Regions from separate parts of the Mus musculus genome. Here region 1 is linked to region 2. Evidence: chromatin contacts called from public promoter capture Hi-C data. All regions are on one chromosome and are shown on one strand. Each heading gives the region's core, a stretch centred on a gene start, on an enhancer-like site or on the middle of the called end of the contact. The rest is flanking DNA. Distances are from core to core; before and after follow the strand shown.

Region 1 (4,716 bases), core at 881-3,380, 100 kb after region 2:
AAAATATTTAAAATAAATAAAGACACCTGAGATTTAAAATAATTTCCCCTTTGTTTTATTTAGAAAATGTATATATACTTAAACCACACCCAGTAATTTTCTACAAGCTCCTTACTGCCTGCAAGGAATTGGAGAATAAGACACCTTCCCAGTAGTAGTCCTACAGTGATCTAATTTCTAATTGTAAAGTTAAATGTACACACACCCAGCCCACAGGAGTAGGGAGAAGAAACCAGGTTGGCTGCAACCAAGAAAGCTCAGGCTACTATTCACGGGATGGTTTCTGAAAGCTTGAAATAAAACAGATTAGCCAGACTCACAGCTGTTGGGGGCGGGGAGGAGGGGGCAGTTTTGACTAATGCACCGGGACGCTGAAATGTGCTGAATAACAGATCTGTCAGAGCAGAAAGAATGTTTGCTTCGTATAAAGGGCAGATAAGGAAATGGGCAAGAAGAGGAGCTTATTCAAAAATCAAATGCAACCAACCAAGCTCTTTCTATACAACTGCCTCCTCCTCCTCCTCCTCTTCCCCACCACTGCTGTAAGAAAAGCCCAAAACCAGGCCGTGAAGAGTGTCTCAAGTGTCCTCGTATTTTACAAGCTGTCTGCATCAGCAATCCACATTATTTCCCTCTCCGATGTAAAGTGTACCCAGAGAGACTCCAAGTTTAGGATGCAGATTTATGCATCAGATCACACTTACACCTGTGACTGTTAGCCTGTTTAGATTCACACCTACCAGACTTTCTGGACACCTAGGCTGTGTGTGTGTGTGTGTGTGTGTGTGTGTGTGTGTGTGTGTGTGTGTGTGTTTCTTTGTAAATGGACACCTAGGCTGTGTGTGTGTGTGTGTGTGTGTGTGTTTCTTTGTAAATATGTGTGCCCCAAAGTAATGCACCACAAATCCAAATGTGGGCAAAGAATTGCTTTTGGAAAATAAAAGGCTTAGCCTCTGGCTGCTTTCCACTCTTCTTTAAACTCTTTATCTCTTCAATTCATCTTCGCTTTACCCTCAGGCTCAAAGTACAAAACAACCCCAACTTCTATTTCCTCCGACCAGGTGGTGAACCGGGAGCGGGTGCCTTTTTCTTCCGCGCTCCGAGGCTTTTCCTCTGGTCCCCTCCAGGGACAGGAAAGCCAATCAATCCTGGAATTGATTCGTTCCAAGATTGCAGGTAAAACAGGTGCGGCATCTTCAAGGCAGCCCTGGGACAAGCTCTGAGGGATGGGGACAGGGGTGAGTGGTGGTGTGAGCCAGCGGGAAACCTGTCCAGCTGAGGCCTTCAGTGGGGACTGAGCCCGGGATCTCCGGGGAGATCGCGCGGTGCGCTGCCTTGGGGGGACACGCTGAGTGACAGCAGAGACCCTGCCGGAGGTTGTTGGGACCTGTCAGAGCAAGCAACAGTCAGGCCCGCCAGGTCTGAGCGGTGCCGCGTGCTACACACACACACACACACACACACACACACACACACGCACCCCGAGCGCCTCCTCTCAGTACTCATGTTAAGCTTGTGTACACCGTCCCCCCTCCGAACCACAAACCGAGAGCCCTCGGGTGCCATTTGTTCCAAGTACGGTCCTCGCCGCCACCCTTTGTCGAATCGCCGGGTCACCTGCAAGTTTCCCCTCGGGACACAGTCCATCCTGATCACTGGCTGTAGGGACGCTCCACGCGTCACCTGTGTCCCTGCTCCTGCCCGCTCTCACCGCACACGGGGCACGAGCCTCTCTTTCTCCTGAGCCCGGAGCCAGGCTGCTCCACTCGAGGTCCCTGAGGGAAAGGGGAGGGCACCCGAGACCCGCCTCACCTCCCGTCGAAGTCGGCAGCCACCTGCAGGTAGAGCGAGGACGCGAGCACCGCCGCTAGGAGCACAGCCATGCCGGAGGACCGGGACGCGGGGACGCTGAAGGTTGCGGGGAGCTGCGCGTCCCGGGATCTCCCGGCCGCCTTCGGCGCGGCACCCGCGGCTGCTGGGACGCACAGAGCGCAGCGCGCAGCCGGGCAGGTCTGCGGCGGGCTGGCAGAGCCCCTCCGGCTCCCTCCTGGCGAGGGGAGGCGCTGCGGCGGGAGCCGCGCCGCCCGCGGGGAGGGGCGAGGCGGGAGGGACGCGCCGCGCAGCCCGCCGCCCTCCCTGCCCCGCCGCCCTGGTGCCCTGGGCGCGCGCCGGGGCTCGCCCCTCCCCGGGCCCCAGGGGCAGGGGCGGCTCAGGGGCGGGGATGCGGCGCGCAGGCAGCCTCGGCCACGGGTGGCGCTTGCCCCCGGGCTGCGAGAAAAGTTGGGAGCAGAGCTAGGGAGAGGGCTTGTCGGGTGACCTGCCTGAAAAAGTGAGCCCAGCCGCCAGAGGCTGGGGCGACAGTGGGGTTGGAAGTGGAAGTACGCGTTCTGTGGGGGTAGACAGATGCCCCCCCACATACACACACAGGTGGTCTATAGGGGAGAACCCAACTTTTCTGCACCTACCGGAGGGGTTCCTGGACTGATGAAGGCAGGCAGACCCAGATTGCTTCTCCTACAGAGCTGGAATATCCCTGCACCTTTTAACGGGGGTGGGGAGTGTGGTGGGGGGGGTTCGGCTCTCAGGTCGAATTTTGAAGAAGAACTCTGGGCTCAGGAGAAAGAGAAGAACCTTGGAAAACTGTCTGTGTCCTGAAGCTCCACTTGGTGCACCCCCGTGGGTAGGGCAAGTGCTCCACCCCAGAGGAAGGGGAGTTAGTTACCACTTAGCTTGTGGTGTAGCTGGTCTTGAGGGGACCTCTTTAGAACCATTTGAAGTAGTTACTGAGCTATCATAAAAAGCATTGCACCAAAGGACTGAAAAGAAATGATTTTCATAAATATACGTTCAAACTTAAATCATTCCCGTCCTTAGGCCATACCCCCAATGGCTGGCTGTCCTGTCCTCTCTCTCTTCAGTCCATGATCTCCTGGCCTGGCACCCTCTAGGCATGCATTGAAGAGGTTGTGTGTATAGCTGAATCTCACTTCCTTGCCTAAAAGTCACCCTAAAAGCCAAATATGAATGCTGTTTAAAATTCTTATCTTCCCCTCTGGTGTCACGTCCAGCCATACTTTGCCTTCCCCCCCCCATTGTACTGATCTTTTCTCTTACAGCATAATTTGTTTATCTATGTCTTCTTTCTGTTGTAATGTAAACTCTCCAAGAAGAGCTATCTTTGTTTAGTGCCTACAACATTGCCTGGCACATAGTAGGTGCTCATAAATGTTAATCGAAAGTATTTGCTACCGTACATTCAACTGTCACTCCGTTCGCATCATTTTAAGGTTTCTGCTACTTCAAATTGTTAACGAAAAGTTCTGTGCCAGTTTGGTTACACTATCCTGATTTATCAGTATGTGTAAAAACAGGACTTTTCTGCAAGAAAAGGAAAAATAATAGTTCTTTGATTTCCAAGTTGCTTCTGTTAGCAAAAGAAGTTTCTATTTTAATCTCAGAAAATTATCCTTGCCGGTTCAGGCTTGGGACACTGTTTGAGGCAAACAGCTTGGTGTCATCCATTTCAGATGCTTCTAACAAAGTCCAAAATAGTCTAAGAGGCATAATATTTTTTTCTGCAGAAAAGTCAAATGTTTGTCAGTGTAATGTAGGCTTGCTTCCCGACCCCACTCCTTGGTGGCATGCATTGCTTATTGGCTCCTGTTCGGTTCCTGAAAGAGCTCCATTGGCACAGTGGATGGTTGGGTTAACCTGCAGGCTAGAGAATAACTTCAGAAGAGGGGAGAAGAGTGATAGGTGGAAATAAGACAGTGACTGCACACTTCTCTGACATAGGTAGGGTTTTTTTTTTTGTTTTGTTTTGTTTTTTTTTTGGCCCAGAAAACTTCCACATTCCTTCACTTGAACAATCTCCACTTATACTTTTTGGATCCATGCTTATATAATTTTTTGGCTTGTCTTCTATTATATGGACTTCTATAATATTATATGTCTCCAAGAGCAGCTCTTGGCAAATTATGTTGTCATTGCCTCTCTGCCACATTAGGTCTTTCTAGCCAACAAGAAGCCAAAGGTAATTCCTCTCGTGTCAGTACATCCTGGGTGCTCGGCCCACTGGCTGGCACAAGGCTTAAATAGGTTGAATGGACAGGCACACTGTCTGTTGCACACTCGCTCCTGCCTGGAGGAAGTGGATATTGTATCAGTCTCTTGTATCATGGCTTGAGGAGACGATAAAGGATTCCCATGGTGTATCAGGCCATTGTGTTATAACTAATGAACACTAGTGATTGTGTTGTGCCAGAAAACATCATGAACCCCCAAAAGATCACCAAGGGGCTGATTCCAATGCAATCTCACTAGGATCTCTTTACTCAAGCTCGAGCTTGGGCCACACCACTGTCTCTGATGCAGGAGAACAGGAGGGAGCCTCCAGCCCATATAGAGGCAAGAAGCAGGTATCTAGCCTGGTACACATCTGATTGGGTGGCATTATGGCCTTTAACGTAATTGGCTGGTGCTAGGAGCCAAACCATAAACTTAACTTCTGCTTTCCTCCTGATTGGTGGTTGTTAGGAAGTGAAGTGCCAGGGGCAGGCCTGTAACCTGGAGGTGCAACTTGATGGGGAATAACCTAGAAACTGGTGTTAGACACAGGTCTTGTTGGGGGGTAGCCTGGAAACTGGTGCTAACCAGCCTGTTAGTTAACTTGAGTTCAACCTTGAGGTCCGGTTTTCTAAGATGGAGTCTGAACCC
Region 2 (4,540 bases), core at 1,213-3,712:
ATGTGTGGAGTGTAACTGATATGCCAGTCTAAGAGGAGATTCTTCCAATTCTTCCTTCAATTTCAAGAGAGTATTGTCCAGAAAACTGTCAGCAATTAAATCCTTTATGTCCGGCACAAAAGTTGGCCTATAGTCATTCTTTCTATCTTGCCCATGGACCAGGTTCAAGAGATTGGAAAGTCTCCAGTCAGATATGAAAGGAGACTGGTGGAGAGGGAGGTTAGATGCTGGGTCTATTAATCATGGAAGAAATAGTCATAATTTAGGTCATTTGATGGCTTAAAGATGTCTCTATGCTCAGAGATGAGCTATCTAGATAATTTATTACTTGTGAGATGCCATATTTCTTCTGAAATCATTTTCAGATCATTAATAAGTGCATATAGACTGCATCCATACCATGATCTCTATTTACAATCATTGAAGATTGGAAAGAAATGTGGCGCTTTCTTAAGGCCAGCTGACAAAGGATGATTTGTAGAGTGACGCACATCAAGAAGCAAATCTTGGCTCTCAGTGGTGTACTGGTTACTTTTCTATTGTTGTGATAGAGCACCATGACCAAGAGCAACTTATGAAGGAAGAGTTCATTTTGGATTATGATTCCAGAGGGAGAGTCCACAGTGGCAAGGAAGGCATGGCACCAGCAGGTGAACAGAGGAAGAAGCTGAGAGATCCTAGCTTTAACCGCAAACACAAGCAGAGAATGAGCTGCACCTGGGACAAGGCTATAAAATCTCAAAGGCATTCCCCAGTGGTGTTCTTCCTTTAGCAATGTTCTACCAGCTCAAGGCTCCAAAAATCTCCCCAAATAGTGTCACCAGACAAGGACAACAGATTCAAGTATGTGAGCCTATGGGGGATTTCTCATTCAAACCATCATGAATGGCTAGTAGGGGTTTGTTTTTAAGATTATTTTTTTTTTGTAATCATGAGCTATTTGTAAGTATGACAACATGACAGGATGAAAAATGTATATTTTCACAGCCTATGGAAATCAGCCTAAAGATTCTCCCTCAGAATAAAAAAGAGCTGCCATCTGGTCCGACTTTTCCACTCCTGTGTATATACCCAAAGGATTCTAAGTCATCTACAGTAATAACAGGATATAATACCTGAATGCCTGTGTTTGTTGTATAACTGTTCACAATAACCACTTTATAGAACGAGCCATCACAGATATAGGTACCCATCAACAGATGAGGAAAAAGAAAATATGGCCATCCACAAAATATTTCATCATTTGCAGAAAAATGATGGAAATGAAAATCATTATGTTATTTACATAAAGTGAGCCAACCTTGAACAAATACCATGATTTTTCCCTTAATAAAACATTTATGGAAAACCATTAAAGTAAAAGGGGAAAAAGAAAAGGAAAAAGGCTAATAGGTCGGGGCAGAGGTGGATGAGGCCCGAGCTGCGTTAGAAGAAATGCCACCAGGATCTCATTATTTTATGCAATCACCATTTTTGACTTAGAGAAACCCTACTAAGTATTCTTTCCAGTGTGAGCATTTAATCTCCTTACTGTGAACCTGTTCCACCTTTTCTGACACACCAGAAGTTCTCCTCCCTGGATTGTTCGTCACTAGCCCTCATCGGCCCTGCATGAAGGTCTAGAAGCCTTCCTGCATTTGCCTCAGACAAGGGGCCACCCTGTGCAATCCAGACCAATACTGAATCCTTCCAGAGATTCGTCCACTGTGTCTTCACAGAAGAAACACCACAAGTGCTAAGTCAGAGCGAGAAGGAAAAGTCTAATTAACTTACTAAATTACACTGGAGACGCTGACCGCTGTTCAGCAGCTTCCGTTCCACCTTGAGCTGCTGGAATCCCACGTCAAGCAGCACACTGGGATGATCTTCCTACCTGGTAGTCCGTCTGCTTATAAAAAAAAAAAAGTTGTTTTGTTTTTACACCAAAATGGCATCATTGTCTGATAGTTATTTGGTTTGTGCTAATCAGTCAGTCACAAATCAGTGGCGTAAGAGTGTATATCACGTCCATAGTGGCCAGGAAAATATCCAAGGCCCCTGCCTCTTCTCCATTAAGTTCCTTAACAAGAACTCCAAGCAGATGAGGCCCACAGCATCTGAGATGACAGAGGCACAGACAGAGATTGTATATAAAGATGTTTGCCATTATCTCTCAAAAGACAGAAAATGGGAAGCTTCTATTGGTAGTTAATACTTTGTAAAACCAGTGGGCAAGCATTTTCCAAGCATTTGCCTGTAAAACTCATGTATACGTAAATGAAATTAAAAGGAGGTGGTTTTGGTAAGTCAGCCCATCCGTCTCATTACAAATCTGGACCTGTTGTTTTAATCTGAACCCTTTACAATGGTAGCAACTCCGACATTTCAGACTCGTGGGATTTAGTGAGCAAATCTCCACACTGAAGCTGTCTCGTCAGACAGCACCAGATCCAGGCACAAGCTGTTTTCTGTAAATAATCAAGCACATGGCGTTCTGAAATGCATTTTAAATTTGTTCCTCTTGATTAAGTGAAACAGTATCAGAAACAGACATTGAATTTAATTGCCAGGCAAATTCGGCTAAATCAGAAAGAATAAATTAATGAGGATATTAATTATTATAATTATTTATCCCATTTTAAAATTACAGTGATTCATTGTATGGGAGTTGGCAGCAAATATGCCACCAAGGGCATGTGGATGTCAGAGGGTGAGTTGGGTCCCAGAGATCCAACTCCAATTGTCATTCTTGGCAGAAGGTGTCTTTGCTCACTGATCCACTCTTATTGACTAAACCTTTAGAAAAAGGAAAATGTAAAGGGAGACCACTAGGCATTTACTGTGAACCTGGTTGGGTTTTATAAGCACATAACACTGGGTATATACTTTATCAACACCTAAAACAAAATGATCGCTCTAAAGATTTGAACAAAGGGCTAAATTAAATATAACTGGTATATATTATTGGGAGGAGGGGATGAAACTAGAGAAATGTAAAGGGGCCTCCTCCTGACCTGCCTTGACTCCAGGCCCTCACATTTGCCTGGTTCTCTGGGATCATGTGCCAATTCAGCTTCACCCATCCTGAAGCCATGGCCCTTAAGGGCATGTGTGTCTTCTGATCCATCTATATCTGGGAGTGGGGCTGGAATTGGGATGGACCCTAGCCCGGGGTTTCTGACTGCCATTTGATTAGCTCTCATGCCTGAGAGAAGGGCTGACATTTCTCAAGGATCTTTCATTTCAGGGCAGCGCTCTGAAACTGTGGCAGACCATCTCTCCTTAAGCTACAACCCTCAGTGCATAACCAGGCCTCCAGGCTTCCAGCACTGAACCTTCAAACCCCTTCCTTGCAAATAAGGATTATGCTTCAGGGTCCTGATGCTATTAGGCCTAAGTGAAAACTGCCACCCTCATACACAAAACAACAACAACAACAACAAAAATGATACATGCATCAGGACAGAGAGAGGGGGACACAGGAGGTTGCCTGTATGGAAAGAAAGCCCCCACTGAGTCTAGATTCCTCTACTGCATTTGTGCTGCTCTCCTGTCTGTTCCTGGGTAGTTTTCAGGGGGTCCTCATGGCCCAGAAGTGGGTGATGGCATTTATCCAACCCATCTCCTGATACAATGTGGAAACTAATAGAAAGCATTTCTTAACTGGAAAAGGTTATACAAATATGATACTGTTCTGACAAACTGTAAAGCCAAACAGTCTAACACCAACGGCATAAGTTCTAAACAATAAACATAGACACCCCAGATAAATACTCTTACAACTCATGGACTTGCTCATCCTCTGCAGCATACACCCAAGGGAAGGCTTCCCGGGAGGGTGGAGCTGCGATCCTGCCCCCACTTGCTTGCTGCAATGTGCATGCTAAACTGATGCTTGACCTAAGATCCTTTCAAACTCACACCAACCAACCTGGACCCAAGTTTCCAAACTTAAAACATGCTCTCTTTACAATCTCTGATGCCCTAATAAAATCTGGCCTTTTTTAAATTCCCCACCCCCCATAAACATCTACACCTCCATGACAGAGATAAACTCTATGTCAAATCCACTCCTTCCTTCAGTTTTATCCACCTGGAAGCTCCCCCCTGCACTTCAAAGCAGCTTTGTGGTTCCCCTTGGAGAAATCAATGGGAGATGAAAGGCAGCTGTCTTTATCTCCGCCTGCTGCACAGAGCAGGTAGGGGGAGGTGAGACAGACAGGAGAGGGTAAGTTAGAACAGAGGTGGGGGGGGGGGAAGGGAGGGGGTGAGTTAGAACTGGAGGGGAGGAGTTAGAGGATCAATTATGTACAAAGAAGGCATAATCCAGAAACAATGGTATCTATTCTAAAGGGGTAGAACACATCCAGATACAGATATAATAACCAGTATTTTACAGAGGTCCTAGTATTTGATATATAAAGTTAAAATGCTATCAAGTGTGATCATAGTAAAAAAAATCGAAATGAAATCTCCCTCTGCACTCGTCACAAGGAACAGACTGTGTGTTGATAACACTGTCTCACTGGACCCTTGGGAAGGTATTTGAACGTCGCAGGCG

The links. Promoter capture Hi-C pulls out the DNA fragments that hold promoters and counts their contacts.
Region 1: a promoter capture Hi-C map of hippocampal neurons shows a contact between it and region 2, with 2.7 times the contacts expected there. The contact joins the promoter of Npnt here to the enhancer-like site in region 2. A contact is called at or near these places in 6 of 39 promoter capture datasets (3T3-L1-derived adipocytes, the HPC-7 cell line, embryonic stem cells and 3 more), 3 of 484 Hi-C or Micro-C datasets (liver, nephron progenitors and uterus), 4 of 115 datasets of contacts at active chromatin or transcription factors (craniofacial prominence and embryonic stem cells) and 1 of 9 other capture datasets (pancreatic islet).

The regions. Positions count from the first base shown.
Region 1 is chr3:132,948,161-132,952,876 of GRCm38.p6, forward strand. Npnt (nephronectin) reads right to left here and starts at 2,131. Exons shown (of 14, transcript NM_001287101.1): 1 at 1,813-2,131. The coding sequence starts at 1,883.
Region 2 is chr3:132,847,444-132,851,983 of GRCm38.p6, forward strand. Gm29811 (predicted gene, 29811) reads right to left here. Exons shown (of 4, transcript NR_102298.1): 2 at 1,774-1,885. Among named protein-coding and RNA genes, the nearest start is that of Gm29811, 29 kb to the right of the region's middle. Within about 2 kb of position 2,463, at least 6 of the 459 cell types and tissues checked have an H3K27ac peak or open chromatin away from gene starts, as enhancers often do. A contact at or near this core is called in hippocampal neurons, where this site is marked.